6 separate regions of the Mus musculus genome follow, and regions 2, 3, 4, 5 and 6 are each linked to region 1. A link is a contact called in public ChIA-PET and HiChIP or PLAC-seq data. All regions are on one chromosome and are shown on one strand. Each heading gives the region's core, a stretch centred on a gene start, on an enhancer-like site or on the middle of the called end of the contact. The rest is flanking DNA. Distances are from core to core; before and after follow the strand shown.

Region 1 (4,862 bases), core at 687-3,186:
TTTGAAGGATAAAACACTTAAAACAATGCTTTCTATAAAGTTTGTCTTGCAGTTATTTACCCAAAGATAGCAACTCTTTATTCTGCCTCTTGGATTAAAGTCAAGATGCCATATAGAAGCTGCCTAGCTTCTTGAACATCACTCACTTACATGTGAAGTTCACTGTAAATAAAGACATCAACTATCCTTTAGGAGCCTTTGCTTTTCTTGGGAAGGGACGTTTGCACTTTTTGCATCTTATAGTTCTGAGTAGGAACTGAAAATTGAGCAGAAATGGGAAGGTGCACACTTTTTTACAAGAATCAAGCTCCTCTGGGTTGCCCTGACACGACTGATAAGTCTCATTTGCAAAGTATTTCTATTTGGGTTTTAATGGGGTTTCACAAAAGAGTACACATTTATAAATAGAAACACTGACAAAAATTGAGCTTATTTTAGAACGTGGAATGCAAGGAAAGAATAGTTGCCAAGTGGAGAGACATGTATGTATCCTGGGGCTGGGCTGTCGCTCACTAGCCAGTGACCTCCTACCCTTAAGCAGAACATTTGCTAGCTACATCTGAGCTGCTACAGACAAGGTTAGACAAGGAGAAAACCAAACGTTCATTCCATAGTTACTACAGTCACCAAGTAAGCCAGCAATGGTGGGTTCAAATGGTATGCAACAAGAAGGGCTTAGCTCTACCTCCAAAGATGCTCAGTTTGATTATCTCAAAGTGGAGCTAGACAAGGGTCTCCTCATCTGAGACTTGAATAAAAGATTCTAGGTACAGCCCCCCACCCCCAATCCCTGGCACATTTCAGGGTTTTTCTTAGAAAAGTCCATAATGGATTTACAGTCATGAATCCCCCACGACCAAAATGCTCTGGCTCTCAGGATTTCCCCGATCCGCTTCCTAAAGCCATCTCTGCCAGGCTGTCTCCCACAATCTAATTAAACTCTACAATGGAGTTGACCATTCATTCCATGGTTAGCCCAGTATGCACTGCTTAGCACGGTTGCTCTCCAATACCTTTCCTTACAGTTCCCACCCACTAAGTAGAAAACAACAGCTTGCCTTGGAAAAGAGAAGAACCAGAGGGATGGGAGAGAAGTCCTGCTCCTTTAACCCTTTGCCATCACTTGAGCCCACTGCAGAGCCTTGAAGTTTCCTGATTGCACTTTCCCCATTCTGTAAGCAACCCTGGGCTCCAAAATCCCAACGTTTCCTCTTCTTGGTGCTTTGGAGTCATCTCTTATAAGAAAGCATGACCACACCGCAGCCACTGTCTGGTGTGAGCCTAAGGTCTGAGGTTTCCCACTTCTACCTGTTGCTCCTATCACCCTTGCTTTTCACTGGACCGGTGTTCTTTGTCTGCCAATGATGTACATGTGAGAGTCGTTTTCCTCAGCAGAAGTATAGGTCAAGTGTCCCAGAGCTTTGGTCCCTAGCCTGGGTCTTTGCCAGAAGGGTAGCCACATAAACCAGCTACTCAGAATTTTAGCCTGAGTCCAGGAAGCTGACTATGGACATAGCAGGTGCCTTTAGCTTCTGGTTTCCATAGAAACTAGTGTAGATGGGACAAATCCTTGTAGCCCAAGGCTCAGGGAACTCAACAGGTTTCTTCCTCTTTGAAAGACACAGTGGAAACCCAGAGGCACTCTCCTTAAAGAAGAGGCAACTGAACAGCACTCCCCAGCCCTTGGCTTCTCCATCCATGGGGCTCTGCTGATTCCAAACTGCTAAACACAAGACTCAAACCCTTTAAACAAATGGACACTCACCTGTTCCGTAGCTCAACTCAAAAGCCAGGGAGAGAAACAGAAGTATTCTCCAGGAAAGGGATCCTTTGGGATCCATTAGCCAGCAATCGCAGACAGGGTCCCCAGCTGTGAGCTCAGCTCAGCTCAGCTCGGCAGGACAGCTGCTTACTGTTACCCCCAAGGAAGAAGCTCTGATCGTCGAAGTGCTGCCTCTGCTGACAAGTTCCTGAACCAGCTTCCTGTCTCAACCGGGTTTTTTTTTTTTTTTCTACTTGAGCCTCCAGGATTGCTCATTTATGATCAGGCTTAAATCACTTTATCACTTCATTGTTCTTGAGAAGCCAAAGTCAGGTGTTCAGACCCATGGGAGTTGGGAAAGGGGCTGTAATGTCACATCAGTCAAACCCTGGCTTGGGGAAGAAGTGTGATTCCCCCCCCACCCCTCTTTTTTTCTAAGCTGTTTCCAGGAAATGGGTGTCACAAGTTCTTTGAGCAGATCTGTCTGGTAAACTCTTCTTGGATCCTAAGAAAAAAACGGACATTGAGTAGACCACCTACAAATTAGGGAATCCAGAGCTCAACTTCTATTTGTAACTTACTTGGCATGAGATGACAGGACTGTTACTTATGATTCGTTACATAATCTCATTGAATACCTGTGCAAGTGATACTTTGAGCTATAGTCACAAACTGATAGAGTAGACAGGCGTAGACATCTCTGACCAACAGCCCATTTTCCTGACAGGCACAGTGGGGCAGAATCAAGTTAGCTCTCTGTTGCCTTCAATTTAGAAGTTGTTTGTAAGGTTTGCTATGGAGAAAGGATGGAAGAAAGAACTTCCATGAACAGAACACTAGAATAGGAGCTCAAAAGGAGACTTTGAAAGGTGAGGCTGTGTGTGTGTGTGTGTGAAAGTCAAAGAACAACCCCTAGGAATCAGCTTTTTTCTTCCATCATGTGGGATCAAGTAATTAAACTCACGTTGCCAGGCCTATGCAGCAAGTATCCTTATCCACCAAGCTATCTTACTAGTCCCCAGGCTAATGCTTTTAGAATCCATTGTCATATTCACAGATAATCTACTCTTGACCCCAAAGGTCATGGGGTAGAAAGAGCTGGAGTTAGAGGAAAACTGGTCTGTAGTTCTCTTTGTTTTCTCTTCTCCTGCCTCCTGTATCCAACTTCATAATGATGTATTGGGCATGGTGTGTTCCCAGATGTGTCCTCACTGTGGTAGCTAGGAATTAACTCCACATAAGGGGTTAATATCATAGAAATTGAAAAATGATATAAATTGGAGTTTCCTTCCTTCCTCCCTCCCTCCCTCCCTCCCTCCCTCCCTCCCTCCCTCCCTCCCTCCCTCCCTCCCTTCCTTCCTTCCTTCCTTCCTTCCTTCCTTCCTTCCTTCCTTTTCCCTTTTCCTTTGTTTGTTTGTCTGATGGTTTTATTGTATTTTCTTTTTTTGAGATAGGGTCTCACTATGTAGTTCTTGCTGGCCTGGAACTCACCATGTAGACCCGACTGGTCTCCAATTCACCTGGTTCTGCTTCCCAAGTGCTGAGATTAAAAGTGTGCACCACCACACCTGGCTATTGAATCAGAGTTTTCAAGAATAATGCATGCCCTTGAGTCACACAACTCCTGGAATGCATGCTCCATCCTGTGTGCTTAGGTCAGGCCCCTCCCTCTCTTCAAAGACTTAGACTCATGTTCACTTTATTCTTCTAGGATGAACTCTTTACTTTTAAAAAATAATAGTTTTATTAGTTCTTTGAGAATTCTATCATATTCATGTCCCCTATTCTTCCAAGGACATCCACCCAGCTTTGTGTCTTTTCCTTCTTAGCCCATCAAAACAATTTTGTGCTGCCCAAATATTCCTGGATGTGTGATCTTCCACCAGAGCCTGGATGACTTACCAAGGACTATGTTCTTGAATACATATGTGTCCCGCTGTGTCTGGAAGACACTGGTTCCTTGTAGTCGCCCACCACCTCTGTCTCTTACATTCTCTCCACCCCCACTCTTGTGAAAAGGGGACCCAGTATAGATGTTCCATGCGAATGAGGATCTATAATGAAAAAGAGCAAGCTGAGCAAAGGAAAAATACTAAATGTACAGTTGGGGGGAGTAGAAAATAGCACCAAAAATTTCAATAGAGTCAAGTCCAGTGCTCAAGAAGATAAAAGGTTTAAAGAAAAGTCTAATGCTAAGTGGAATAGAGGGAGCGGTGACCTCAGGACAAGACCAGAGCCAGCTAAGCTTCTGATTTGTGAAAAGCAATTAATGAACTGTGAAAAGGAATTAAAGAAAAGCTTTAATCCCAGCACTCCAGAGGCAGAGACAGGTGGATCTCTGAGTTCAAGGCCAGTCTCATCTACAGATGGAGTTCCAGGACAGCCAAGCTTAGGGCAGTGAAGAAAACCATCAAAACCATAAAGTTGATGCAGATATAACCGAATGATTGTGTGTGTGTGTGTGTGTGTGTGTGTGTGTGTGTGTTTGTGTGTTCTAGCCCCAGCAAGTAGCAGAACTTGGTAATTTTAGCTACATGGCTCTGGCTTTATAGTAAAAGATAAAAGAAAGGGGTTGCAGAATCTCCCTCCATGACAAAGGAAAGCTGTGGGTGTCTCTGCATGGAGGCCTACAGAGGCTATTGTGTGAAGCTGTGAAGGTGAAGCCTGGATTGCCTTGGAACCACAAGAGGTTGGAGGTGCCAGAGCCATTAGAAAAGCTGCTAACAGGGACTGGGACCAGCCCAAGAGAGGAAGAAGTGTGTTGCAGTTCACAAAGCTGAAAGGAGTTGGAGATCTGAGGAACACTTTGACATTAGACATAGAGATACAGAATAGGAGTTTGCCCAGCTAGTTTTCTGTCTTGATGTGTCTTTCTTCACTATGCTCCCATTCTTTCCTTTTGGAGTGATAATATATATCCTGTGTCGTTGTATGTTGGAAATATGTGATCTGCTTCTTCATTTTGATTTTACAGTGGGTTCTAGTTAAGAGATTGTCCACAAGCCTCACAGACTTTGAACTGTGGCTTTTTAAACAGTGTTGAAACTGTGATCGACTATGAGGACTTTAGAAGTTGGACTAAATGCATTTTGCATTATGA
Region 2 (4,862 bases), core at 1,616-4,115, 230 kb before region 1:
GGTAGCAACTGGTTTTGCTGAGGAGGAAGGGAGACAGACAGATCTCTGGAACTCATTGGCCAGTCAGCTTAGCTTCACCCTGTCTCGAAAAATAGGACAGAGAGCAATCAAGGAAGACACTACCTTCACATGCATGGATATGTGCACATACCCACACAAGTTCAACACACACACACACACACACACACACACACACACCAATATGGACACATAGGACCTTTAGCCATTGTTGTTTTGTTTTTTTTGTTTTTTTTTAAAAGATTTATTTATTTATTATATGTAAGTACACTGTAGCTGTCTTCAGACACACCAGAAGAGGGAGTCAGATCTTGTTACGGATGGTTGTGAGCCACCATGTGGTTGCTGGGATTTGAACTCTGGACCTTTGGAAGAGCAGTCAGGTGCTCTTACCCACTGAGCCATCTCACCAGCCCCCTGTTGTTTTGTTTTGAGATAGATAGGGTCTCATATATCCCAGACTCTCTTGGAGATGACCTTTAACCTCCTGAGTTCTGGGTTTTTAGGCCTACATCACCACGTTCAATTTAGGTCGTGCTAGGGCTTTCTGGATGCTAGACAAGCATCTATCAGTTGAGCTATACTCCAGTCCCTTGTTTCTTTATTAAAGATTCTTTCTTACATGGGCACAAGAATACTTCTCTTGAGACAACACCCCTGTCCTCTTTGTAGTTAAGCCTGTGGAAGATCACTTCTATTTGTTGTTCTCAGTTCACCTCGCGGTCAGATTTCGACTTACTATGGCTGAATCTCTACGTCAAACCTTTGAATGATTGAAATATAGAACAAATGCCTCTTAGTATACTAAGTTTTGGTTCAGTGCCTTGATATTCCCAGCCTGGTACTAAAAGTACTTTACTTTGGCTGGTAAAGATAGTGGCTATGATGCTGCTCTCACTGAATTGACCCTTGTGGACTGTGGAGCAGTCTATTTAACATCTTGAACCTCTTCCTCTAAAAGGTGGTCCAGGCTGGGCATGGTGGGGGACGCCTTTAATTCCAGCACCCTGAAGGCCGAGGAGGCAGATGAATCTGTGAGATTGAAGCCAGCTTTGTCTATAGAGTGAGGACAGCCAGGGCTACGCAGAGAAACCCTGTCTTGAAAAAAAATCCCAAACCCAAACCAAAAGCCAGTCTAGGAACAAATCGCCCTTTGACTGGATCTCAATGCTTGTCAACAAGACCATATTTTCTTTTGGGGTTTGCTAGAAGGGACAGTCGTGTTCTCAGTCATGTGTCAGGTAACAAAGGGTGTTTGTAACCGTTAGCTACAGAAGCTACAGTCTGGAAGCACTTCAGCTATCACCGAAGAAGGCAGGGACTCAGCTTAGTGCATTGTCAAGGTCATGACATAGCTGCTCCAATGGGATTGTCTAGCCTTTGGCTTTGTAATGTTGCTGAAAAAAAAATAGCAGGCTGTGGTTCTTGGTGAGGTGACACGATGTTACACTCAGTGATTTGTTATTAGCTTATTTTTTTTTTTGTGGGGTGGGGAGAGGAACAATTCAATCTACAGAACTGAAAGTCAACTACATAAGATAGCTCCTGATTTTCTTTATTAGTCTAAGCAAGTGATGGGAAGGCTCTTCCAGTTGCTGGGAAAGTTGCATGGGAGAAAGTCAGCTTTTGGAAAACTATTGCGTCAGTGCATGGTAAAGTAGTAGGAAGGAGAGAGGGAGGGAGGGAGGGAGGGAGGGAGGGAGGGAGGGAGGGAGGGAGAGAAAGGCAGGGAAGAGGGGGAGAGGGAGGGAAGGGAAAGAGAAGGAGGGAGGGAGGGAAGGAGGGAGGGAGGGAGAGAAAGAGAGAGAGAGAGAGAGAGAGAGAGAGAGAGAGAGAGAGAGAGAGAGATATGCAGCTTGGAACAGCAAATGTCACACATGGAATCGGTGGAATAGTGGGAAAAGGTACTGGCTTAGATGGTTTAGGAAACATGGGCAAGGCATAGGTTTCTCTTACCTCAGTAAGTTTCAGGAAGATGTTTCTTTATGCTAGACATTGGGATGCAGAGATATATAAACCATGGCTTCTATTCCCTAGGAGCTCCCAGGGCTTTTGCTAGCACAAATGAGAAATACTATTGTGGCTATTTTGTCTCCTACTGTTGACACCTAAGTTATTATAATGTCCCCCAGAGGAGGTCCAGGGGACAGACTGAAGCAAGCAGTGAGAATGTGAACCATTTTGAAGCCACCGCTCAAAAGGCTACCTGTACACCGGTATCCTGTAAGAGAATCTGTGGTTGAGAAAACAAATTGAATCTAGTTAATAGTTTATTTGTTCTCACTTTAGGACACAACTAGCCTGTGCTATTTGTGGCTTAGCCAGGACAAATATGTGCTTTAAACTGGAAAGGTAGGCTTTTAGGGCAGCACGTCTATGTACGTTACTATAGTGGTGGATATTATCGTAATTTGTTCAACTCCGCAATGTAGCTTACCAAGACTGAACTGCAATGCCAGCTATGGACTCTGACGCTGTGAGTCATTGTAGGTTTGCCAGTTGTGACCAATGTTCCACTCCATGCAGGATGCTGATCATGGGGGAGGCTGCGTAGGTGGGGGGACGGGGAACGTGAGGAAAATCTCTGGGCATTAGACTCCACTTTCCTGAGAAACCACAACACTTAGAAAAATGAAGTCTGTATATGTAAAACAAACAAAACCCTAAGTAAAACACCATGTACAGCCATATGTAGTTTTAAACATAGATCGAACAATAAAAGCACTAGTATAGTTGTTAAGATTTCAGTTTAAAAAAAAAAGTGGAAATGTGATGCAAAACATCTGAGAGGAAGGGGAGGGCCTCCTGTGCTACCACAGATGCCAAACATTTGCATGACCTTCACTGTGGGGGAGACCGGTTAGGGTGGGTTTGTTCCTTACACGTTCCTCTTAATGTTGGTTCCCACTGATACCCTAGCATGTAATTTTAGGTTAGAGTTTTTACAGTCTAGATTAACTCCATTTGAGGGGTTGTTATCTTCTGGCTCTGTGCTTATCTCCTAACACAGTCCCTTCCCCCATAACAATGGGGTGGAACTGGAGAGAAAGCAGATACAACTTACCCTGCAGATTTTGTTTGCCAGGGCTGCTATGAGATCTGAGGCCTCTTGATTTGGGGCATATTAAACAACTGGACACCAGGGGTCTTTCTTTCTTAGATTGAAAAGTTCAGGTGGTTTATTCTATCTTGAAACAGCTCCCCGCAAGTAGAGCTGGCTCAGCTGTCACTGTGCCTATGACAAGTGTGCAGATCATTCAAGCACCTGCTAGAAATGCAGAGTCTCATCCAGCAGGTCTGGCACAGGCCCTGGGTTTCTCTGTGTAGCCTTAGCTGTCTTGGAACTTGCTCTGTAGACCAGGCTGGCCTCGAACTCAGTGATCCACTTGTCTCTGCCTCTGGGATTAAAGGAGTATGTCACCACTGTCAGACTAAGAGTGTACATCTTGAGGGTCTGGTGCCTTAGTAGCTTGGGCTGCCATGACAAAGTACCACAGATTGGATGACTTAACAGAATTTCATTATTTTATGGTTCTAGGAGCTAAAATCTGAGGTTTATGTGGCTGGGATCTGGAGAAAAATCTTGGGTTGGGGGTAGCATTCCTCTTATGATGGCATCACGTTGGGGGTGGAGAGGGAGAGAGATACCAGGTTTCTGATCTCTAACCAGGTAAATGATTTCACAGTGAGACTTCTCTCTCACACCCCTTTATTACCCTAATTTCTTCTCAAATAATTAGGTGGAATTAGGTGAGACTTCAGCATCTAAATTCTGAGAACATAATTCAGTTCACAGCGCTAGAAGATGTAGCTGATGGTCTCAGGCTACCTGGAGTAGCAAGGCCCTAAGAGAAAGCTTGTGTACCCATGAAGTTTAAGGGGTCAAAACATGCCTTAATAAGAAAAAAATACTTAAATTGGACAGTGACGGTGCATGCTTTTAAACCCAGCACTTGGAAGGCAAAGGCAGAGGCAGTTGGAGCTCTGTGAGTTCAAGGCCAGCCTTGTCTACAGAGTGAGTTCCAGGGCAGCCAGGGCCACAGAATGAAACTTTGTCTTGAAAAACAAAAACAAAAACAAAAGAAGGTTCCTCTTGGGGAATTCCTTGTGTCTGACTTGTTGTGGGTGCTCTTTGCACGTTCAGTACTCAGCATTACCCTATTTTAAAAAGAAAGAACGAAAAAAAAAGAATACTTGATGCAAAAGATCAAAATTGTTTGCTGAGTGTGGTGGTGCACACCTGTAATCTCAGTGCTGTAGAGGTTGAGGCAGGAGGATCACTCCTGTCTTCCAGGCCAGCCTGGTCTATTTAGTAAGACCCTGCCTCAACAAATAAACAAAACTGATTCTAAGTAAGCTTCATGGTTATAATATTTCTGTAAAGTCACTGTTGCTCATGTTCTACAATTGCATATATACATCAAATTATGATTTCTGTGATACTTAAATAATATATTCTGGGATGGTCTTACATGTGGAACTTATGGAAGAGCAGTGGACTTCTTGGTATAATGATTCAAACAAGAGCCATGAGGCTGATACTTCATCAAGAAAACTCCCTGCTCCTACAGAGGATCTGAGCTACGTGTAGTAGCTCACAACCACCTGTAACTCCGATACAGGGGAATCTGACATTTTCCTCTAGCTTCCATAGGCACTGTTCTCACTCACACGCACATATCCAAGCACACACACACACACACACACACACACACACACACTTTTAAGTTAAAAATAAATCTTAAGAAAATGGCAAGAAATTAAAGCAGCAGCTTGCATACTGTATGAGTTATCTTCTGCCAGAAACTTCTTGTCAACACTTCCGATAGAACAAAGGATATTTA
Region 3 (4,862 bases), core at 1,386-3,885, 210 kb after region 1:
AATGGTCAATGGGTATGACTGACTCACTTAGCAGGGGGTCACCCGTGCTCCCACACCACAGCCAAGATTCAGCCCAGCTTTTTCCAACCAAGACTTACAGCTCACCGGAAGCTGGGAGGCCTGAGTCCGGCGGGGGGGGGGGGGGGAGGCTCCGGGGGGGGGGGAAGGGGAAAGTCTCAGATGGCTGAAGCTTGGGGTGGAGCAGGGGTGGGAGCAGGGGTATAATCCCACCAGCCTGCAAAAGAATGTTGAGGTTTTTTTCTCAGTTGGGCTTGTGCAAAAAGGTTTGGGAGTGCGGGGGGTGGGGGGTGGACAACAGATTAGGTCAATGCTGAGAAAGGAATAGAGCCTTGTGAGCTCTTGGCATGACCAGCTAAGGCAAACTCACAAAATAATGAGTATCCTGCAGAAGCCACAGCCCACTTCCTCATTAGCTCTGTCCTGACTGACCACAGCCTCTTCTGTCTGCAGGCAAGCTGATTGTCTCTGTCTGTCAAAACTGGCCTGGCTGTGTCCCTTCCCATTCCCAGTCCACTCAGGTATTTGCTTTCTCCAAGACAACTTCAGTACTATGCCTCTCACTCTAACTCCTGGTTTTCTTGCTTTTCTTCAGGCTATTTCTGTGCCTGGATTGGTTCACTTTCTTCGTTTTTCTGAGCTCTTACCACACCAAGACAGTCCCCTGTCTCCCCTCCTAGAAGAATCCTCTCAGATTCCCTTTCAATGCACCCTGACTGACAGTGCCAGGGCCTCTTCTGCCTTCCCTTGGAGTTGGCATTGTACACACCTATTTTCCTGACTGGAAGATTTTCATGGGTATAATCTGGGTGTGGGATGTAGTTTAGTTAGTAGGGCCCTTGCCTCCCATGACCAAAGCTCGGTCTTATACGACAGCCTAGAATATGAGAGATTCTATCTTTAAAAACAAAAAATTGACCTCAGCTCAACTGTTTCCTTGCTAAATTTTGCCTAGTTCTCATAATATAGAAAAGTCATTGTAAATATGATAATTAATTCATGACTGGCTCTGCTATAGGGGTTGCATGCAAAATGTCAAAGAAGTTATCAAGCCATGGCTTTGGCCTTTTGCTTTGTGGGCTCTACATCATTGCAATTTCATTTCCTGTTCACAGGCACACAGAACAAAATGCCAGTTGCCTTGTGACAACTTGAAATCCCATGTACTAGATGGCTCAAACATTCCTGAAACAGTTTGACAACACCCACTAAGAATATAGACACTTAGACCCCATGATGTGACCTTGAAGGTGTATTGCTGTGTGACAGAAAGGCTCATGGCACTACTGTAAAACCATTTTAAAGATCAGGTGCTCACCCTCAAGAGAGTGAGCAGAGGATGGTGTAAGCCTGGGATGGAGTTGTCTTATCTCACCCAGATGCATGGCATGCAGGGACTGGAAACTCCCATCAAAGAGATAAGATACATAGACAAACGTCATAGAAGTGTCAAGTAAAAGAAGTCAGGAACCCATACCATGGGATGCCACGTACATCCAGGCAAAACTAATCTGTGAGATTTGGAGTGAGAATATTGCTTATGTTTATGGGAAAGACAGTAGACAATGAGTGGACATAAACGCACGATTGTCCCAAAGTCATCAGAAAAGTGACTCACTGACACGTACACTGATATGCAGATATCACACTTTAGTAAGAAAGGTTTGTCATCATCATCTGGCTGCCCCTGGGGTGACTTCTACTGAACCAGAGTCTCTTTGAGTCCTGAGCCAAAATCTCTTCCTCAGGAAGAGATTCCTCCATTCATGCCTCATTTGAGAGGAGGTAAGGTGACCAGAAGCTGAATGCAAATGAGTTGGGCCTGCTAGAGGGACTCCCGGGGTCCCCTCCAGCACAGTGACAACTAGAAAACAGTCCCTGAGAAATGCAAGGCTCAACCCAACCCACCCAAAGTGGAGCAGTCTCTGTGCTGACTCGTGAGACCCTGCCTGTCCTACCTTCTTTTCTCTACCTTACCTCACCCAGACCCAAAGCATCCAGGGACTCCTCACAACTCCCAGACCATCCTTTTCTTCAGAATGGACACGAATTCTGTGGGGAAGGTGACAATGACAAGGTGGTGTTTGTGTGAAACTGTGTCGGAATGAAGGAAAAAGCTATGGCTGGTGATGAATCCACTCCCAGAGCGAGAAAAGGGAAAGCTAATGCACACATTGCTCCAGAGAAGGCTTGTACACACATCGCTCCAGTTTTCCACAGTTTTCATACAGACTAAACTCCACCCACTTTACAATAGCCCTAAGGACCTGGACCACCTTCTCTAACCTCTCCTCTGGCTTTCTGTGTTCCAGGTGACTATCGAAATGGCATAATCAGAGGCTCTAACTTCTGATCTCCCTCACACACTCAGGCACCCATGGGTGTATGCCAGGCCCCATCCCACACCAACACAAAAATCCTTACCTTGGCCCTGATGAGCCCTGAGGAGCAGAAAGGTTGTGAACAGGACAGCTTGCCCCAACATCACCACAGGACAGAGCAGACTACGGGGGCCCTGTCTTCTCCAGGTGCTCAGATGTCAATAGGCTCGCAGCTAACTGTCAGCAGGACACAGCAGAACTACCTCACTGCCTGTCCAGCCACAATTTCCTCAACTGAAGGCTGTTCACTTCTGCTGTGCACTGACAAGGCTACCGAGAAAGCCTCAGTCCCTCCACGTGGGTTCCCACAAGCTAAGATGCCTCCAGTGGGTGGGTACTCAGAGTGCACAGTGACTCACAAAAAACCAGTTGCAAAATCCCAGCCCTTGGTCCTCCTCAGCCTGGTGCTGAATTCTTAGTGGCTCCCACAGGGTGGGAAAGAAAACCAACAGTCATTATTCCAGGCTGCCCCAAACCAGCATACACCGTGGAAGCAGAAGTCTGAAGGAACTTAGGGGTAGGGTGGCCTGAGAAGAAGAACCCTGAGTAAGTAGGTACTAACGTGGAAGAGGAAGAGCATATGGGGTGATTAAGGAAGAGACATAACATTTAGACTTGCTGGGAAAAATCTCATGAGCCCAGGAAGTCTGATCTCAAATGTTCAACATATGCAAACTGTGTTCCTCCTTTCACCCCTCCACAACCAAAGGATGTGAAACGCTTTGTGGTGCTCACCCCCTTCCGTGGCTGGATTCATCCTGTAGAAGAGCAGGCAGCAGAGATCCTTTGAACTCCAAGGAGGGGTGGAGTCAGTGGTACCCACCCCACCCCACCCCGAACCCCACTCCCTCAGGACCCTTTACTTCAAGGCCATATCCAGAAGCCAGGCCTCTTGCTCTTTTCCTCTTCTTTTCCCCTTAGCAACAAACACGTGTGGTTCTCCCAAGCCCATCCTCTCATTCCATTCTTTGATCTGTTTCTAGCCCGACCAACACTGAGCAAGAGCGGCCTTTATAGGACAGGTGGCTGCCAGTGGTGGCAAGCAACGGATGCTCTGGACCAGACAGACAGTCAATTTGGAGTCAAAGACCTGGACTTGAACTCCAGCTCATCAACTTGCAACCTGTGTAGTGCTGACCAAATTGCTTTCTGAGTCCTCACAGTCAACAGCAGTTGGGTAAGCGAGATGGCTCAGTGGGTTAAGGTGCTCATCATCAGGCCTGCCAGCCGGAGCATAATCGCCAGAATCCTCCTGATGAAGAGGGAGGATGGACTCCACCCCTGACTTCCACACATGCCCAAGTGAACACACACACACACACACACACACACACACACACACACACACACACACACACACAAACACAAATCTATGATCTTCCCCCTGAAGGTAAGCAATACATGGAAATGGAAACTTGGCTTCCCTTCAAGATAGTTTTCAGCACCAAATTAATAGCTATCCTTGAGAGCTTGAATAGAAAGCTCTGGAATATACTGGTGTGAAAATGCCATAATAAGTGCTGGAGAGATGGCTTAAGAGCACTGACTGCTCTTCTGAAGTTCCTGAGTTCAGTTCCCAGCAACCACATAGTGGCTCACAACCATCTGTTATTGTATCTGATTACCCTCTTCTGCTGTGTCTGAAGAGAGCAATAGAGTACTCATATACATAAAATAAATAAATAAATTTAAAAAAAAGAAAAAAGAAAGTGCTATAATAAAACCCCTTACTTTGTATGGTAATCTTTTTGTTTATTTTTATTTCATTGCATTGGTGTTCTGCCTACATTTATGTCTGTGTGAAGGCATCAGATCTCCTGGCACTGAAAATTACAGACCAGCTGCCCTTGGGTGCTGGGAGTTGAACCAGGGTTCTCTGGAACAGTAGTCAGTACTCTAAATTGCTGAACAATCTCTCCAGCCCAAAGAGATTTTTGGTTTTATTTTTTATTTGTTATTGTTTTTGTTTTTAAGACAGGGTTACTTTATAACTCTGCCTGTCCTTGAATTATCTCTGTGGACTAGGCTGGCCTTGAACTCAGAGATCTGTCTATCTATGCCTTCTGAGAGCTAGGATCAAACATTCTGATTTGTTTGTTTGTTTATTATTTATTATTGACATAAAAGATCAATAAATAAATGAATCTGAATGTTTGTGCCCACCCTTCTAGTTCATATCTTAAAATGTAACCAACTGTATGGTAGTATTAGAAAGTAGAATGTTGGGCTGGAAAGATGGCTCAGTGGGTAAGAGCATTGACTGCTCTTCCAAAGGTCCTGAGTTCAAATCCCAGCAACCACATGGTGGCTCACAACCACCTATAATTAGATCTGTCACCCTCTTCTGGTGCGTCTGAAGTCAGCTACAATGTACCTACATATAATGATAATTAAATCTTAAAAAGAAGAAGAAAAAGTGGAGAGTTTGTGGAAGTGATCAGAGCTCTCCTGAATTGAATTAAT
Region 4 (4,862 bases), core at 860-3,359, 200 kb before region 1:
ATATTTCAGTAAAACACTCACAATGAAAGACGTAACCTGAAGACAAAGATTTTTAGGAACCACATAGTCAGAGGAAAATTTTCTTGAAAAAAGTTTTATTTTGTTTGCATGGGTGTTTTGTCTGTATATATGTCTGTGCACCATGTGTGTGCAGTGCCTGTAGAGACCAGGAGAGGGCATCTGATCCCCTGCAACTGGATTTACATAGTTGTGTGAGTGGTGGGAATCAAACTCCAGTCTTCTGGAAGAGTAGCCAGTGCCCTGCTGAGTCACCTCTCTAGCCCCTCCCCTGGTTTCTCCTCCTCCAACTAAGTTACTCCAAACCCTCCAGTAATTGACTGTAGCCAATTTTATTTAACCAATAGTTTTAAATCAAGGAACAAGGTTTGTACAACAAAAACTTGTAAACATGAAAAGTCTCACATAGGCCTAGACCTTCGGGGATAGAATTTAGCATTATAATACATAGCAACAGACCAAACCTCAGCAAGAGAGGTCAAGTGGTTGGTTTGAGATCACACAGAGAGATGGCTCAGTGGTTAAGAACGCTGACTGCTCTTCCAGGGGTCCTGAGTTCAATTCCCAGCAACCACATGGTGGCTCACAACCATCTGTAATGGGGTCTGATTCCCTCTTCTGGTGTGTCTGAAGAGAGCAATGGTGTACTCACATACATAAAATAAATAAATAAATCTCTGAGAGGGAGAGAGAGAGGGAGAGGGAGAGGGAGAGGGAGAGGGAGAGGGAGAGGGAGAGGGAGAGGGAGGAGAGGGAGAGGGAGAGAGAGGGAGGCGAGGGAGAGGGAGGAGAGGGAGAGGGAGAGCACATGGATAGTAACTGGCAGGAACAGAGCCTGAATCCAGGTCCCCCTGATTTCAAAGTTTGATCTCTTTTTCTCTTGATAACCATAGATAAATTCTTATGGAGTCCTGGATCTGGGGTTTTGGATTCATATCCTGCATTGGCATGAACAATCTTATACTGGAGCTCCCGACTCAGTGTTATGTCTTACCCATTCACCACTGTGTTTAAGTTTTCCATTTTGTAAGCTGTGGAACATTAGACCAATACTTAAAAAAAAAATCCACTCTACAGAGAATTGCATTGGTGAGGAGGTTCGTGAATGGGTGGGTAGGAAAAAAAAACATTAGAAGAAGAACTAACCTTTATTGAGCATCTTGCATTATGTGTCAGGTAAGCTCTGTGATAGGTTATTTACATATAATACTTAATTTATTCAGAGTTAATCATTTATGCAGCTCATAGAGCATAGTAATGGGCCAATTAGGATGACACTAGCCACTAAGTGTCCTAACAGTAGAGCTATGCTGATCAGGATTGCTGGGATAGGCCAAGTGCCTTACCCAAGGCTGGTCAGTGGGGAAGGCCAGCATTTACTCTTAGAACCATCACACAACTGACTCTGCCCTCTTCTGATTACTTGACCACGTTAGACAGGGTAGCCACACAAAGGCCAGCTGCCATTGCCAGAGGCAAATGTGCTGATATCACCTGGATAAGGAGAAACAAGGCTAAGAAGTTTCATCTCTATGGTTACTCTCCCTCCCTCCCATTCCCTCTCTCTCCCCTCCTTCCCTCCATCATTCCCTCCCTCCCTCCCTTCCTTCCTCCCTTTCTTTTTATTTTAAGGTCTAAGTGTTTTGTCTGAATGTATGTCTGTGTACCATGTGTGCCTGGTGCCCTTGAAAGTCAGAAGAAGACATTGGATCCGCTAGAACTGGAACTAGAGGTGCTTATGAGCCAACATGTGGACGCTGGGAATTGAACCCAGGTCCCCTGGAAGAGGAGCCAGCGTTCTTCACCACTGAGCTGGTTGCTCCATTTCTCCACAGTTACCCTTTCAAAAGACTTCTGGTTTTTCTCTTTGGAAAAAAAAAATCTTTATTTCTCATGCTTCTAGTAAACCAACTTGGAGTCCAATTAGAAGCCTCAACATCTTTTGTTCAAAGCTCTAATTCCTGCCAGAGGTGTTGACAAACACCTTTAATCTCAGCATTTGAGAGGCAGAGGCAGAGGTAGTTCTAGGAAGGCCAGGACTTAGAAAGAGACCCTGTCTCAAAGCAAAACAAACGGAAAAACCCTTTGCTTCCTGTTTTTGAGATAGCGTCCCTCATCCTTGTCTTAGCGCCTTTAAATCTACAAAACAACACACAAGTAAGAAAGAGGGGTAAAAGAAAGAAGGCCAAGAAGAGGGTAGGAGAGATGGAAAGAAGGAATCAGAGAAAGGAATGGGGAGAGAGTTGCGGTGGGGAGGAGAGCATGCACACATGAGCTGGGGTGGGTCTGGAGCTTGTATCTACCTGTTTAATCTAGACAGTGACTGGAAAGTTTGCAAATTCAGAAGTCATTTCTGGCTTCCTAACAGTTTTCAACATCAAAGGTTTTAGGAGGCCTGGACAGATTCACTCAACACTTGAGCTGTGAAAATCATGAGGGGACGGACGGAGGTGAGGGTGAGAGGTAGGTGTGATAATTGCTTCAGGAACAACCAAGGGCACACAGGAAGGAAGCTGTCACAAAGGAGGGAAAGGGATGGCTCACTCACTTTCCTTAACCCCCTCACCTAGAAGATTGTTTCCATTAGCTTCCCTTTCATAAGTCCCTCTGTGATGGAGCATCCTCACCTTTTCCAAGGACACCATCCACTTCCTGACTTCCGTTTCATTTTGACTCCTCGTGAGCCATCTTCCTTCTGGGTGCTATGTTTGGTACTTATTGTTATTGATGAAAACTGTGGGCGAGCCGATGATTTGTTCGCAGGTCATTTAGAAACTGATCCTACTTGCTGAACTCTGAGAACAAAAAGGCTCTTGGTCTTAGGAAAGTCTCAGTGCGGCTGCTTTTGTTCTGAAATGGAAACAGTTGTTTAGTAAAGCGTTGAAAATCCTTGTGAATTACAGAGTAATGAGTATGTTTTAGTTTTCCAAGGTGGGTAAGGTGCTAGTTTAAAAGAGAAAAAAAGGATAAAGACTTTGGTTCATAGCAGTGGCCAATTTCTGTGGAAGCGTTTGTACCATGTCCACCAGATATAGTATTTCATTGTAAGGCAAGCAGATATAAAGAACTTCAAGACCAACAGTAGGCTTCAAGGAAGAATGATTTTAGGGGCCTGGGAGGGTGATACTTGGTAAGAATAACCCTGTGTAGGAATGACTAAGGAACTCTGAATATAGTGACTCAAAGCATGTAATATTAATGTTTTCTATTATTTTGAAAATATATTAATTTTTATATGTGTATGAAGGCCCATACATTGATGGTGAGGGTCTTCCTTTCTCAGTTATCTCTCTCTTTTTTGTTTTATGTTTTTGTTTATTTTTGAGATGGGGTTTCTCCCTGGGTCTGGGGCTCATTAATTGACTAGACAGACTAGCCAGCAAGCACTGGGTATTTGTCACTCCTCCGATCACAGCACTAGAGTCACAGATGCAGGTGTGTTCTATCATGCCTGGATGCCGGGGCTGTGAGCTCACGTCCTCATGCTTGTCGACAAGCATTCTCCACACCCTGGTGCATCCTATTCTGTATGGTGCCTTAGAGTCCTGCCTTGTCCTGAAGTCTTCAAGAGAAAGTGAGACAGACTCGCAGACTTGTATTGGTGGTCCTGGGGGGGGGGGACAGAGCCCATGTTTGAGATGGAGCAGCATGGTGAGAACACCCGGAGGAGGTGAGATGACCACAGGGATGGGAAAGTCTGTAGGCACTGAAACATGGAGAGCACACAAGGTGAACGTAAGCTCTGTCTCCTCTGCAAAGCTTCAGAAATGCAGAGTCTCAGTGGAGTACTCAAGGCCTGAGGATATTTTATTTAGATGTTACATGAAATGGATGACCTTAAAAGGAAAAGGACATGGAAGCATTTGGTTGATATATTTAAGAAATATTTTTATCAATGTGGCTTATCCAGACAAGTGTAACACAAGAGAGATCTGGGTCATTATTGTCCTTGGGTACTAGGGGTTGGTCCTCTCCTTCCACCACATGGGTTCTAGGGATGGAACTCAGGCCATCTAGCTTGATGGAAGGTGGCTTTATCTTTTGAGCCACCTTACCTGTCCTGTCATTATTAGATAAATGAAACCTTATGCTAATTTGGAAGTGTATATATATATATATATACACTTGCCACCTTCCCATTCTGATTCCCTTCTGGACTGTAAGGATGGCATGGGGTGCGTATGGAAAGTATGACCCAAAAGCTATGGCAAGACAGTTATTGCATAGACATCTTCAGACTTCGAGAAATGGTAAGAAGAGTTTAGCTACTGAAAAGGCTACCATTATCTGGAAGCTCTGTAGGAGAGGTTCTTGGACTCTCTCGGCTTCCTGTTCACAGAGAATCAGTGGTAATAGTGTTCTTAGAACATAGCAAAAATAAAATGGCTGGTTAGAAGGCACTGGGTTATGAGAGGTTCTTATAAAGTAAGTAATTAGTATTCTCTTGATAGGGGAGGATCTTCTAGAGAAACCCGATAAAGTAGTGTAATTAATAGCCTTGGTGACAAACATGATTCACCAGGACATGGTGAAATGGTGGTCCATTGAAGGTTTTTATGAAATGTTTACTACAGAAAGAAATTGCTTGAAGAGGTTCTGAGTAACAATGGATGAATCAGTCATGTTGTTCCTTAAGGGCACTGTCTAAAAGCACTTTTCTATTTGAGTCCTAAAACATCCCTGTAACCACTCTCCTAATTTCCCATGTTTGTATATGTGATTATATTTGGTATAAACTAAAAATGTCTCTGTGTTACATCTCTAGCTATAGTTTCCGTTTCATGCTCTGTTCTCACCTCAGTCTCAATTTATTTACAACCAAAACACCGTTTCTCTGAAGTCTG
Region 5 (4,862 bases), core at 1,715-4,214, 170 kb before region 1:
AAATAAGTAGGTAATTTTATAACAGGTGACCTCAATACAAGGTAAGTTAAAATGTTCTCTATTTATTTATTTATGTATCTATTTAGTGTGTGTGAGTGTGTGTGTGTGTGTTTGTGTGTTTGCATGCTTCTGCCACAGGGAACAACTTGTGGGAGCTTGTTTTCTCCTACACTGTGGGTCCTGGGGATTGAACTCAGGTCATCAGGCTTGTTGAAAGCTGCCGTTTACCCACTGAGTCATCTCACCAGCCTCAAGATATCTTTTTATAGTTTGGTAATGTTCTAAGACTTTCTTTTTTCTAGTGGTATTTAGATATCTGTAAAATGGACCTTTTATTTTATTTGCAAGATAATAAGTTTGGGAGAGGAACAAAAATACAAGAAGATAGTGGCTGGCAAGATGGTTCAGTAGATAAGAGTGCCTACTGAGAAAGCATGAGGATTCGAGTTCAAATCCCCAGTCCCCATGTAAAAAGCTTTCCTAGCTCTGTAATGCCAACACTCCAGGGGCCCAAAGCAGGAGGACTTTTTAGCTTTCTGGACACAGGCTTAGCTTTGGGTTCAGTGAGAGGCACTGTTTTGTGGGAGTCAACGGAATGGTGGAACAGGGCACTGGATGGGATTATTCCTATTCACACACACATGAGCACAAACCACACACATACATTACACACATATATGCAGGCATACACAATACAAGAAAACAAAGCAGTCATGGATTTACCTCTCTGGAATGATTAACTATGGAGTAAATTGTCATGGAGTCATTTTTGATAGGTTTTGGGATTTTCATTTCCTGTAAACAAACAAACAAACAAACAAACAAAAGAATAATACTCATTTGGCTCACACAGAAACAAAGAGGTCTGTGCATGCAAGTATTTTGGGGAAAGGTAGTATGACAAGGAAAAAAACAAGAAGAGAGAAAGAAAGACAGGAAGAAAGAAAGAAAGAAAGAGAGAGAGAGAAAGAAAGAAAGAAAGAAAGAAAAGAAAGAAAGAAAGAAAGAAAGAAAGGAAGAAAGAGAGAAAGAAAGAAAGAAAGAAAGGAAGAAAGAGAGAAAGAAAGGAAGAAAGAGAGAAAGAAAGGAAGAAGCAAGGAAGGAAGAAGCGTCATGCCAAGAGGAGCCTAGGACCAAGCTCTACCAGTTCAAACCTGTGATGTTTTAGCAACATTCTCCAAGAAACAGAAAAACAACCTAGATAGAATATCAATGTCCCAGCAATGTAAAGGCCCAGCCAGAGAACAACCGAAGGGCAGAGTCGTGTGGAGGGATAAAAGCATTCTTGTCTTGCATCTGATTCCAGGCTTGCTCCTTTAAACATACATAAAAGCTTACATGCTAGATGGTTATTGCATCAGATCTTTTGTCTTAGTCTTTACTAGTTATAACTGGAGCCACCTACTTTGCCTGCTCCCATTTATCCCTGTTATTCTAATGGTCTAGTCACCATGGTGTAGTGGGGAACCAGAAGTATAGGAACTACCGGTTTTAAGAACCACCAACCAGAGAGCATGCGTTTAGGACCTGGGCCCCAAACACATATGTAACAGATGTATAGGACCCCGAACAGCAGGAGCATTGGCTGGCTCTGTTGCCTGCCTTTGGATCCCTTTCCCCTAACTGGGCTGCCTTGTCTGGCCACAACAGGAAAAGATGTGCCTAGTCCTACTGCAACCTGATATGCCAAGGTGGGTCGATATCCATGGGAGGACCCCCTTTTCTGACAGAAGGGGAGGAGAATCCGGGGCGTGAGGGGGTGGGGCTAGGGGGAGAGGAGGAAGGGGAAGCTGTGACTGGGATGTAAAAGAAATGAAATGAATGCAAATAAGTAAATTAATGAACAAAAGGAAAGAAAACCCAAAGTGAATGGTTCTCTGATGCACAAAGCAGTAGTAACAACAGAAACCCTCAGGTCCTAGGTGGATCTCTACATACATTTAGATACTTAGCTGCCGTATGGGCTGATGATCCCTGCTTTGGGTTGTTGGTGAGCATGCTCCCAGCAGGAGTTGGGAACAGTAAATGGGCAAAAAGCGTGACTGCCCCTCACAGTCTTCTCCTTTAGGAGTTTACCCCACAAAGCCTGCGTCAGCTGGGGAGAGAGGTGTTTGCTTGGGGAATCCAAGCCTTTTAGCTGGGCCGTTGCTTCACTTCCATTATTTCAAGACTGCCAGGAGAGGCCCTTTGTCCTGTGAAGGCTCTATGTCCCAGTGTGGGGGAATGCCAGGGCCAGGAAGTGGGAGTGGGTGAGTTGGTGAGCAGGGGGAGGGTGGGAGGGTGTTTTTCGGAGGGGAAACCAAGAAAGGGAATAACACTTGAAATGTAAATAAAGAAAATATCCAATAAGGAAAAAAAAAAAAGAATGCCAAGTTCTTTAGGCTTTTTTTTTTTTTCTTTTAGAAGACTTGAGAATTGGCTCCCCAGTCTATCTACTTATTTTAGAAAAGTGCCCCCACAATGGTCTCATTCATGGGTAGTGGGGACCCTGGCGCGTGACCAAGGCCATCCTACTATGTGAGAGTTCTCTTCCATAGCTGTAGCTCGTTCCCTTTATTGTTTAAGGCTTGTGATACTTGGCCTCCTTCTCTCTTGAGACACTACTCTAAGTTCTCATGAACTCTACTTCCTGGATGACACCCCCTCCCAGCTTATGATCTCCTTTGATCTAGTCAAATGTGGCAAGGGAAAAGGAGAGTCTCTAACTTGTATTTTCAAGCAGGTTATAGTAACCCTGAAGCACAAAGACTGCCTGATGGGTTAAGCAGACAGAGAACACTGGGAAGCGAGCGAGGGGAAGCATTATCTTAAAGGCCATCAGGGCAGACACTGGGTGTCAGCTCTGCGGTTGCCTTCTCCAATAGAGAAGGCTGACGATTGTGGTGATGTGCTTGGGGGGGGGATCACGGTAACAACAGCAACAGTGGAGAACAGAGCTGAGAGGACTTACCTGCATTGGACGAGTGACTTGTGCATACACAGTGTTCCCTGGAGAGCCTGGGCCATCTGTGCTCTGGGAGGACTCTGTATGGTTAACACACACAAAAGGTACAGCTGTCAGTGGTAGGACTCTGGGGTGAGTCTGCACAGGATCTTGTGTCTTGCTGGCCTCTAGAACACCCCCTGCAAAGCAGTTGTTTCAAGACTGACCCCCCTTTAAGGACTCTCTCTCCACCTCCCAATCTTTTGAGTTCAGTGCTAAACAAGAACTATCGTATGGTCTATTTCTAACCTCACTTCTTGGGTGAGGGTGTGGGTGGTATTCTTATGATTCAGAGTCTCAGTGATTCCCTCATGTCAACACACTTGAAGGACTAAATACCACAGTCTGCGAGATCTCTGGAGACAGTTTTCACAGCCCCGTCTGACAGATTTGACAATTTTAGAGATGAGGAATTTCGGGCTCAAGGGTGCTTAGTGGACTTGTACAGAGTCGCTTAGGAAGAGAGGGACAGGAGTGAGAATGCAGGTCTTCTGATCCCTGACCTCATGCCCTCTCTTCAACAATGGTATCTTGAAACTATCACCCATGAGACGAGACTCAGAAAACGAGCCTGCATCTACATCTCTTTCTCACACATCTATCCAATGTCTCAACTTTGGTTGAGTCTCAGTGGCGGAGTCACAGAGCCTAGTTTTGAGTGTTTTATGCTCCAAGTGACAGTGCATGTGTGGTTCATGGACCCTTTTCGCCGGGACTTGTGTTCTCCATCAGAAAGGAAGTTAGTGATCTTGACCTTGCTCTAGAAGAGTGTGATGCCCCTCACATACTTGGGAGGAATGCTGTAGGTCTCGTGGTTACCAGCTAGTCTTTCTGACACCACAGGGTCCAGATGAATAGTAATGCTCACTCTTTATCCCTCTGGCCAGCCCCTCTTCTCTTTCATTTACCTCTTCCTGTCTGCTTTACGTTTTGTAGTTAGAGGCTGCATGCTCACCTGGATGTTGGCTAGTCAAAGGAAGAGAACCTGGGAAATGAAAGCAGGAAGGTGGAACACGTGAGTTCGGTGAGAGAATATTTCCTCCATCCTTCTCCACCAGGCATCTTTCCAAAGGATGCAGGCAACGGAACCCAAATGAAGGGCAAGTGAGCAAGTGGATCCCGAGGCCGGGTACTGCTCTTCTCAGTAGGACACCTCCCTTATGTATTAACAGAAACCTGGTCACATGCTGGGCATCATCCCAGTGGACTAATTCAGCCAGAAGTTGTGTCCATCCTCCCTTGACCCCTGGCAACCAGAGGCCCCAGACTCTAAACAGCTGCAATCTTACAGCAGATAGAAGAAAGCAGAAGGGAAACTTACCTCTTCTCTTCCAAACATGTATGCTCCAGCACACAAAGATGAGTATGACAGCACTGATTATTGAAATTGTAGTCATAAACCATACTGCATTCCAGGGTGGATTAGTTAGAACCCCTGAAAAGAAGAATTAAATAAAAAGGAAGTGGAACTTCCTAGGATACATAAAATGAGGGATCCTTTGAGTTTGTCTCAGAGGATTTCTTCAGTCCTTCTGGGCTGTCTATAGAGGCTGAGTATGGCCATTTCTACTCGCAGTCTGGGGATCTGTCAGGCTTTCTGAGATGCAGGAGAGGTATGGCCTGGCTGAGGTAGGAGAGAGCCATTTTGACTCCTGAGGTCTTGCTCTTGCACGAGGACTTGGGGAGGGAAAGAAGATTAATAGAGGCAGAGAGTTCTAGAGCCTCCCTGTTCGTTCCTCTCAGCAGCAGTCTGGCTGCTCCAACTGCCACTGTTCAGGCAGTCTTGTGAATCCACACTATAATACTACCCAGCTGCTTGAGGGTCCCAGGAAGACCCAAGGCAGATGTTACCTTGTGGGGCATTGGGCTATGCACAGGC
Region 6 (4,862 bases), core at 1,517-4,016, 160 kb after region 1:
ACTGAGCAGACTACCTACCTACCTACCTACCTCCTCCTCCTCCTCCTCTTCCTCCTCCTTCTCTTTAAACAAATACTTTCTTTATTTACCTTTCCTGGGTTGCCCTCAGGAAACCCCCTATTCCACCCTCCCCTCCCTGCTTCTATGAGGGTGTTCCCCCACCTACCCACTCACTCCCGCTTCCCCGGCCTGGCGTTCCCCTACACTGGGGCATTGGACCTTCAAAGGACCAAGGGTCTCTCCTCTCATTGATGTCTGACAAGGTTATCACCATATCACCACCACACCTCCTAATTCGCAGGCCTTTAGATTTGGACTAGGATCAATACTATTAACTTCTATGGCTATCAGGCCCTTAGACTAAGCTATTCTACTGGTGAATTAGTTTGCTTCTTATGCTATAACAAACTCCATGACCAAGCACAACATGAAGAAGAAATGGTTTATTTTATTTTATGGGTCATTGTAAAGGGAAGCCAGGGCAGGAACTCATGCAAGCTGGGAACCAGGAAGCAGGAACTGCATCAGGAATGCCTGCTGCTGAGGCTATAGGTTGCTCTCTACAAACTAACAGTAAGACCCTAGATGAAGACAAAGCCTACACAGATCATTGAACATGGAGAAGTGGATCTGGTGCCTACCTAGAGCTTTCGCCCCTATGGTACTGGAAGGGTCTCTGGGTGCTACCAAAGGAGAAAGGTAAACACAAACCCAGCTACAAACCCTTTGATCTACATTCCTGACCTGCCTGCAAGATATGCAGGTGCCATAGTGGCACACAGATTCTGGGAGTAACCAACCAAGGCCCACCCCATAAGATGGAAGCCATACCCAAACACTGCATAGATGGCCAAGAATTTGAGACCAAATATGTCAGACTCCTAGGGGTGAACCAAATACTAGTGTTCTGCTAGAGGAATATAGCAATAAAATGACTCCTAACAGTGTTCTGTCATGGTTATAGATCAGTGCCTTATTCAGTCATCTTCAGAGAAGCTTCCTCCTGCAGAAGATGGGAACAAACACAGAGACCCACAGCCAAGCAATGTGTCGAGAGCAAGACAGCAGAAAACACTCAGCTCAAATTCGGTTGTCTTCATCCAATCCCTCTCCTCAGGACTCAGGCAACCCTGCAGAAGAAGAGGAGGCAGAGGAAGGCTTTGGAAACCCTTCTCCCAGCTTCCCTACCCATGGCTGTCTTAGACCTAACCAGGGGAAAATCCCCAGTGTGAGCCATAGAGAAGGAACACTACCCCCCAAAAGAACTTCCTGGAGCCTTTTCACGGATTCAAGGAACATCTAGAGCAATAGGCACTGCTGGTGTGGAATAATGGTGGAGGGAAGTTAAAGCTGGATCAAGCCAGATGTACCCAGTAAGCTGATTTCTCCATTGGACATTGATCAATTGATTGATTTACGAAATCTCTGTTGTTTGATTGGAAAACTCAAGAAAGGGTGACTTCACTGGGTATAAGTCATCTCACCCATCTCATACAGGCTAAGAGTCAAAAATCTCAACACAGCTCATGAAGCCACTTGTAAGATGGCCTGCAAAGGATTTATGTTCCCCTTTCTGAGAAAATACCACAACCAAGATTCTTAAGACAATTAATGAATCATGCTTACAGTCAAAATACAATGTTGACCTCTGTGCCACCCACACACAGAGGGAATTCCCTTGAGTCTTGTGGTCTATGTTCTTATCTTGTCAATATTCCTTTCTTATCTGGAAACCGACACAATGAAAGTTACACACCACCTCATAATCTCATCTACAAAAGGAAAATGTTTTATATAAAATATGCATACCAGAATATTTTTACTTACTCTTTAACCCCATGTATAGCCTGTATGGTTCAAACAATGTAACTCCAAAATCCACAAAATCAGATATGTATAGTTACTGCCAAGGTACTGAGGTACACATCACCCTGGATTCCATCTCTCTTAGAGTGCACATTCTTTTCTCATTTAAACTAACTTTGCTTCTGACTGACTTGTCCTGAAATTCTTTTCTGCATCATAAATCAAAATCCCTGTGCATAGGGCAGAGATATTCAGCCACATTTCTTGAGGCACTATTAACAATAACCAACTTAGGGACTCAGCCTAGATGTTCATCAATAGAGGAAAAATGACGTATACGAACAAAACAGCATTTTTCTTCAATTATAAAGAAAATGAGACATTCAAGAAAATCAACAGAACTAGAGATCATTATATTGAGGGAAATATTCCAGGTTCAGAAAGATATTCATAATTTCTTTCCTATGTAGAACCTACATTATATATATATATATATCATATACATACACACACACACACACACACACACACACATGACATGAATTAGAGGAAGGAGAGAAGAAAATGGGGGAATTGGAAATGGGAAAGAAAGAGATGGAAGCCACAGCCTTTCTCTTGTCCTGTATTCAGAAGTGACATATCACTAGCTCTGTCACATCTATTCACTATAAGAAGCCACTAATCTCAGCCTGAATCCAAGAAGAGGACAGTAATGTCCAGAAGTGAGGATACTTAGTAGACATCTTTAGATTCATGGTTAGAGCTCATCTTTGATACTGAAACAAGTGAAGCCCAGCACTGGTTTACAATTTCCTTGCAGGATCTGGATGTGCTTGGGACCTCTCCCTCAGTCTGAGCAGATGCAGGAGTCTGTCGTGCTCAATATAAACAGCTCTTCCTGGGACACACATGCACACATGCACACACTCACACACACACACGCCACAAACCGTGCACCACAAACCACGCATGCGCGTGCACTCACATACTTCAGGAAGTTGTGGTAAGTGCATCTCCTTTAATTTGAAATCTGGAAGTACACCATCATGGCGGATCTAAAGAGATATTGGTGTGACTGGGCTCTAGGTCCACTCTCTGAAAATCCAAGAATGAGTCAGCAGCAGATATTTTCTCCCATTCTTTGGATTCCTCTCCTCTTCCTACTCATGGGTAAGTTCTGCTTGCTACACGCGGTCTCTGAGGTTGGGCTTCTGCCCGGAAGATAGATTCTTGTGGTAAAATCAGGAAATTACCTTCCTTAGGTAAGTACTCTGCAACTATACTTTATTTTGAGAACTGTACATATGTAAGAGTATGTATGCAGTGTGTGTGTGTGTGTGTGTGTGTGTGTGTGTGAGAGAGAGAGAGAGAGAGAGAGAGAGAGAGAGAGAGAGAGAGAGAGAGAGAGAGAGAGAGAGAGAGAACAAACACATTGAATCACCATGAGGAGGTAATATTCTAGCCCAGTCTCAAACCATGTTTCCTTCATACTCACTGTCTCCGGTTTGTTTTCTGTGTAATGTATACAAATTCACAGAGCAATCAGAGCAAACCCTTCTGATGACAAGCCACCTTGCAGCCTCCGGGGGCACAAACACTGTTAGATTTTCTTTCTACTTCCTGTCTTAATTCTTGTATCCCCTGGACCATAGAAGCTTCATATGCCCAGGTGACCCTAGACAACGTGACTCCTCCTCCTCCTCCTCCTCCTCCTCCTCCTCCTCCTCCTCCTCCTCCTCCTCCTCCTCCTTCTCCTCCTCCTTCTCCTCCTTCTCCTTCTCCTTCTTCTCTTCCTTTCCCTTTAGGCTACAGCTACACTTCTTTTTTTTTTAAGATTTATTTATTTATTTTATGATATGACTACACCACCATTGCTCTCTTCAGACACACCAGAAGAGGGCATCAAAACCCGTTACAGATGGTTGTGAGCCACCATGTGGTTGCTGGGAATTGAACTCAGGACCTCTGGAACAGCAGTGCTCTTAACCACCGAGCCATCTCTCCAGCCCTACAGCTACACTTCTTTGTCTTCTTTTTATCTTATAATTTTTGCACCCAGAATTCTTGAAGTAGCCAGGATTCAGATCTTGTCTGATTTGATCTAAATTCCTAGAGTACTCTACAAAGCCTCAGGAGCCCTGGAATCGGGGGATCTAGACTGGGGTCATGCAACAGATACCGCAGAGTCTTCATAGGAAAATGAGTTGTGTTGACCAAACACCTGAGCTCTTAAAAGCTTTGATAACAATATTTATCAGAAATATGGACTGTACTTAAAACCAAAACAAAGCAAAACAAATGATACCATCTCTGCCCAACCCCAAGCTTGACATGACTAAGCCAAAGACAGTCTGGGATCTCCTAGATGATGGAAGGTAGGCTGATAAAGACATTTTCAAGCTTGAAAACAGTGAGAGAGTCATGCTTAGCACAGTGGCATGGAACAGTCCCTCGGAAATAACTGTTATTTCTCTAGACTCTTAGTGACAGCTTTCCCCCCATGCTGAGCATCTAGGTTCTACCAGGGAGTGACTTTATTTATTCTATCACTCACCTAGCCATCTCTCCACTCCTCTAAGCATCGTCCTATTCATCTTATTTTTAAAGAGATGATGTCATTTGCTTTTCTAGCTCTTTACAGTTTGCAACAACCTGCTTTCATTGAAGTTTTATCAGAATATCCCTTGTACATGACGTAGCTCTGATGAATCTATCAGTCTTACAGATCAATATGCTGACTCTCAGAAAACTTCAGAAATTCACCCAGTCATAGCCTGAGTAATTTCCCAATTAGAAAAGAAGTTTAGAAGAAACGGTTTATGGATTACTATAGCTACTTTCATGGAAGAGAGTTTGGTGAATGAGTGGGTGAATGCATAAGTGAATGAATGAATGGCTTTGCTAGCCAGTGGGCTTAGAAGGAGAATGTCTGGTCTCATTCATTTCTCAGTATATGGAATTTGTGATAAGTCCATGTTTATGGGGTGAATGAACGAAAGGTGGCTTGAAGAGTTCAGCTGTTCCTCCAAGTCCCTCTTCTGTTTCCACAGGGCTCG

The links. ChIA-PET counts read pairs in DNA pulled down with a chosen protein or histone mark. HiChIP or PLAC-seq counts read pairs in DNA pulled down with a chosen protein or histone mark.
Region 2: an H3K27ac HiChIP or PLAC-seq map of large pre-B cells shows a contact between it and region 1, with 3 times the contacts expected there. The contact joins the enhancer-like site here to the promoter of Slamf1 in region 1. A contact is called at or near these places in 3 of 39 promoter capture datasets (the C10 cell line, hippocampal neurons and stem cell-derived epiblast-like cells), 2 of 484 Hi-C or Micro-C datasets (bone marrow-derived macrophages and granulocyte-monocyte progenitors), 2 of 115 datasets of contacts at active chromatin or transcription factors (large pre-B cells and memory CD8 T cells) and 2 of 9 other capture datasets (adipose tissue and liver).
Region 3: an RNA polymerase II ChIA-PET map of memory CD8 T cells shows a contact between it and region 1, with 28 read pairs. The contact joins the promoter of Cd244a here to the promoter of Slamf1 in region 1. A contact is called at or near these places in 1 of 39 promoter capture datasets (stem cell-derived epiblast-like cells), 7 of 115 datasets of contacts at active chromatin or transcription factors (the HPC-7 cell line, effector CD8 T cells, embryonic basal ganglia and 4 more) and 2 of 9 other capture datasets (adipose tissue and liver).
Region 4: a contact with region 1 is called in an RNA polymerase II ChIA-PET map of effector CD8 T cells, with 5 read pairs. The contact joins the enhancer-like site here to the promoter of Slamf1 in region 1. A contact is called at or near these places in 2 of 39 promoter capture datasets (embryonic stem cells and pre-B cells), 2 of 484 Hi-C or Micro-C datasets (bone marrow-derived macrophages and nephron progenitors) and 1 of 115 datasets of contacts at active chromatin or transcription factors (effector CD8 T cells).
Region 5: a contact with region 1 is called in an H3K27ac HiChIP or PLAC-seq map of double positive thymocytes, with 4 times the contacts expected there. The contact joins the enhancer-like site here to the promoter of Slamf1 in region 1. A contact is called at or near these places in 2 of 39 promoter capture datasets (hematopoietic stem and progenitor cells and neutrophils), 1 of 484 Hi-C or Micro-C datasets (bone marrow-derived macrophages), 1 of 115 datasets of contacts at active chromatin or transcription factors (double positive thymocytes) and 4 of 9 other capture datasets (adipose tissue, embryonic stem cells, liver and 1 more).
Region 6: a contact with region 1 is called in an RNA polymerase II ChIA-PET map of memory CD8 T cells, with 101 read pairs. The contact joins the promoter of Ly9 here to the promoter of Slamf1 in region 1. A contact is called at or near these places in 4 of 39 promoter capture datasets (HPC-7-derived erythroid cells, embryonic stem cells and stem cell-derived epiblast-like cells), 2 of 484 Hi-C or Micro-C datasets (LSK cells and Th1 cells), 3 of 115 datasets of contacts at active chromatin or transcription factors (effector CD8 T cells, large pre-B cells and memory CD8 T cells) and 2 of 9 other capture datasets (adipose tissue and embryonic stem cells).

The regions. Positions count from the first base shown.
Region 1 is chr1:171,764,206-171,769,067 of GRCm38.p6, reverse strand. It overlaps Slamf1 (signaling lymphocytic activation molecule family member 1), which reads right to left and starts at 1,936. Exons shown (of 7, transcript NM_013730.4): 1 at 1,766-1,936. The coding sequence starts at 1,841.
Region 2 is chr1:171,993,189-171,998,050 of GRCm38.p6, reverse strand. No RefSeq gene overlaps it. Among named protein-coding and RNA genes, the nearest start is that of Vangl2, 32 kb to the left of the region's middle. Within about 2 kb of position 2,865, at least 31 of the 459 cell types and tissues checked have an H3K27ac peak or open chromatin away from gene starts, as enhancers often do.
Region 3 is chr1:171,556,966-171,561,827 of GRCm38.p6, reverse strand. Cd244a (CD244 molecule A) reads right to left here and starts at 2,635. Exons shown (of 9, transcript NM_018729.2): 1 at 2,443-2,635. The coding sequence starts at 2,503. It overlaps Gm35200 (a long non-coding RNA gene), which reads left to right. Exons shown (of 5, transcript XR_373705.3): 2 at 472-539; 3 at 3,383-4,862.
Region 4 is chr1:171,963,833-171,968,694 of GRCm38.p6, reverse strand. No RefSeq gene overlaps it. Among named protein-coding and RNA genes, the nearest start is that of Gm37065, 47 kb to the right of the region's middle. Within about 2 kb of position 2,109, at least 28 of the 459 cell types and tissues checked have an H3K27ac peak or open chromatin away from gene starts, as enhancers often do. A contact at or near this core is called in effector CD8 T cells, where this site is marked.
Region 5 is chr1:171,937,558-171,942,419 of GRCm38.p6, reverse strand. It overlaps Slamf6 (SLAM family member 6), which reads right to left. Exons shown (of 9, transcript NM_001347186.1): 4 at 4,305-4,418; 5 at 3,939-3,968; 6 at 2,951-3,024; 7 at 724-795. Among named protein-coding and RNA genes, the nearest start is that of Gm37065, 21 kb to the right of the region's middle. Within about 2 kb of position 2,964, at least 35 of the 459 cell types and tissues checked have an H3K27ac peak or open chromatin away from gene starts, as enhancers often do. A contact at or near this core is called in double positive thymocytes, where this site is marked.
Region 6 is chr1:171,605,314-171,610,175 of GRCm38.p6, reverse strand. Ly9 (lymphocyte antigen 9) reads left to right here and starts at 2,766. Exons shown (of 10, transcript NM_008534.3): 1 at 2,766-2,976; 2 at 4,857-4,862. The coding sequence starts at 2,853.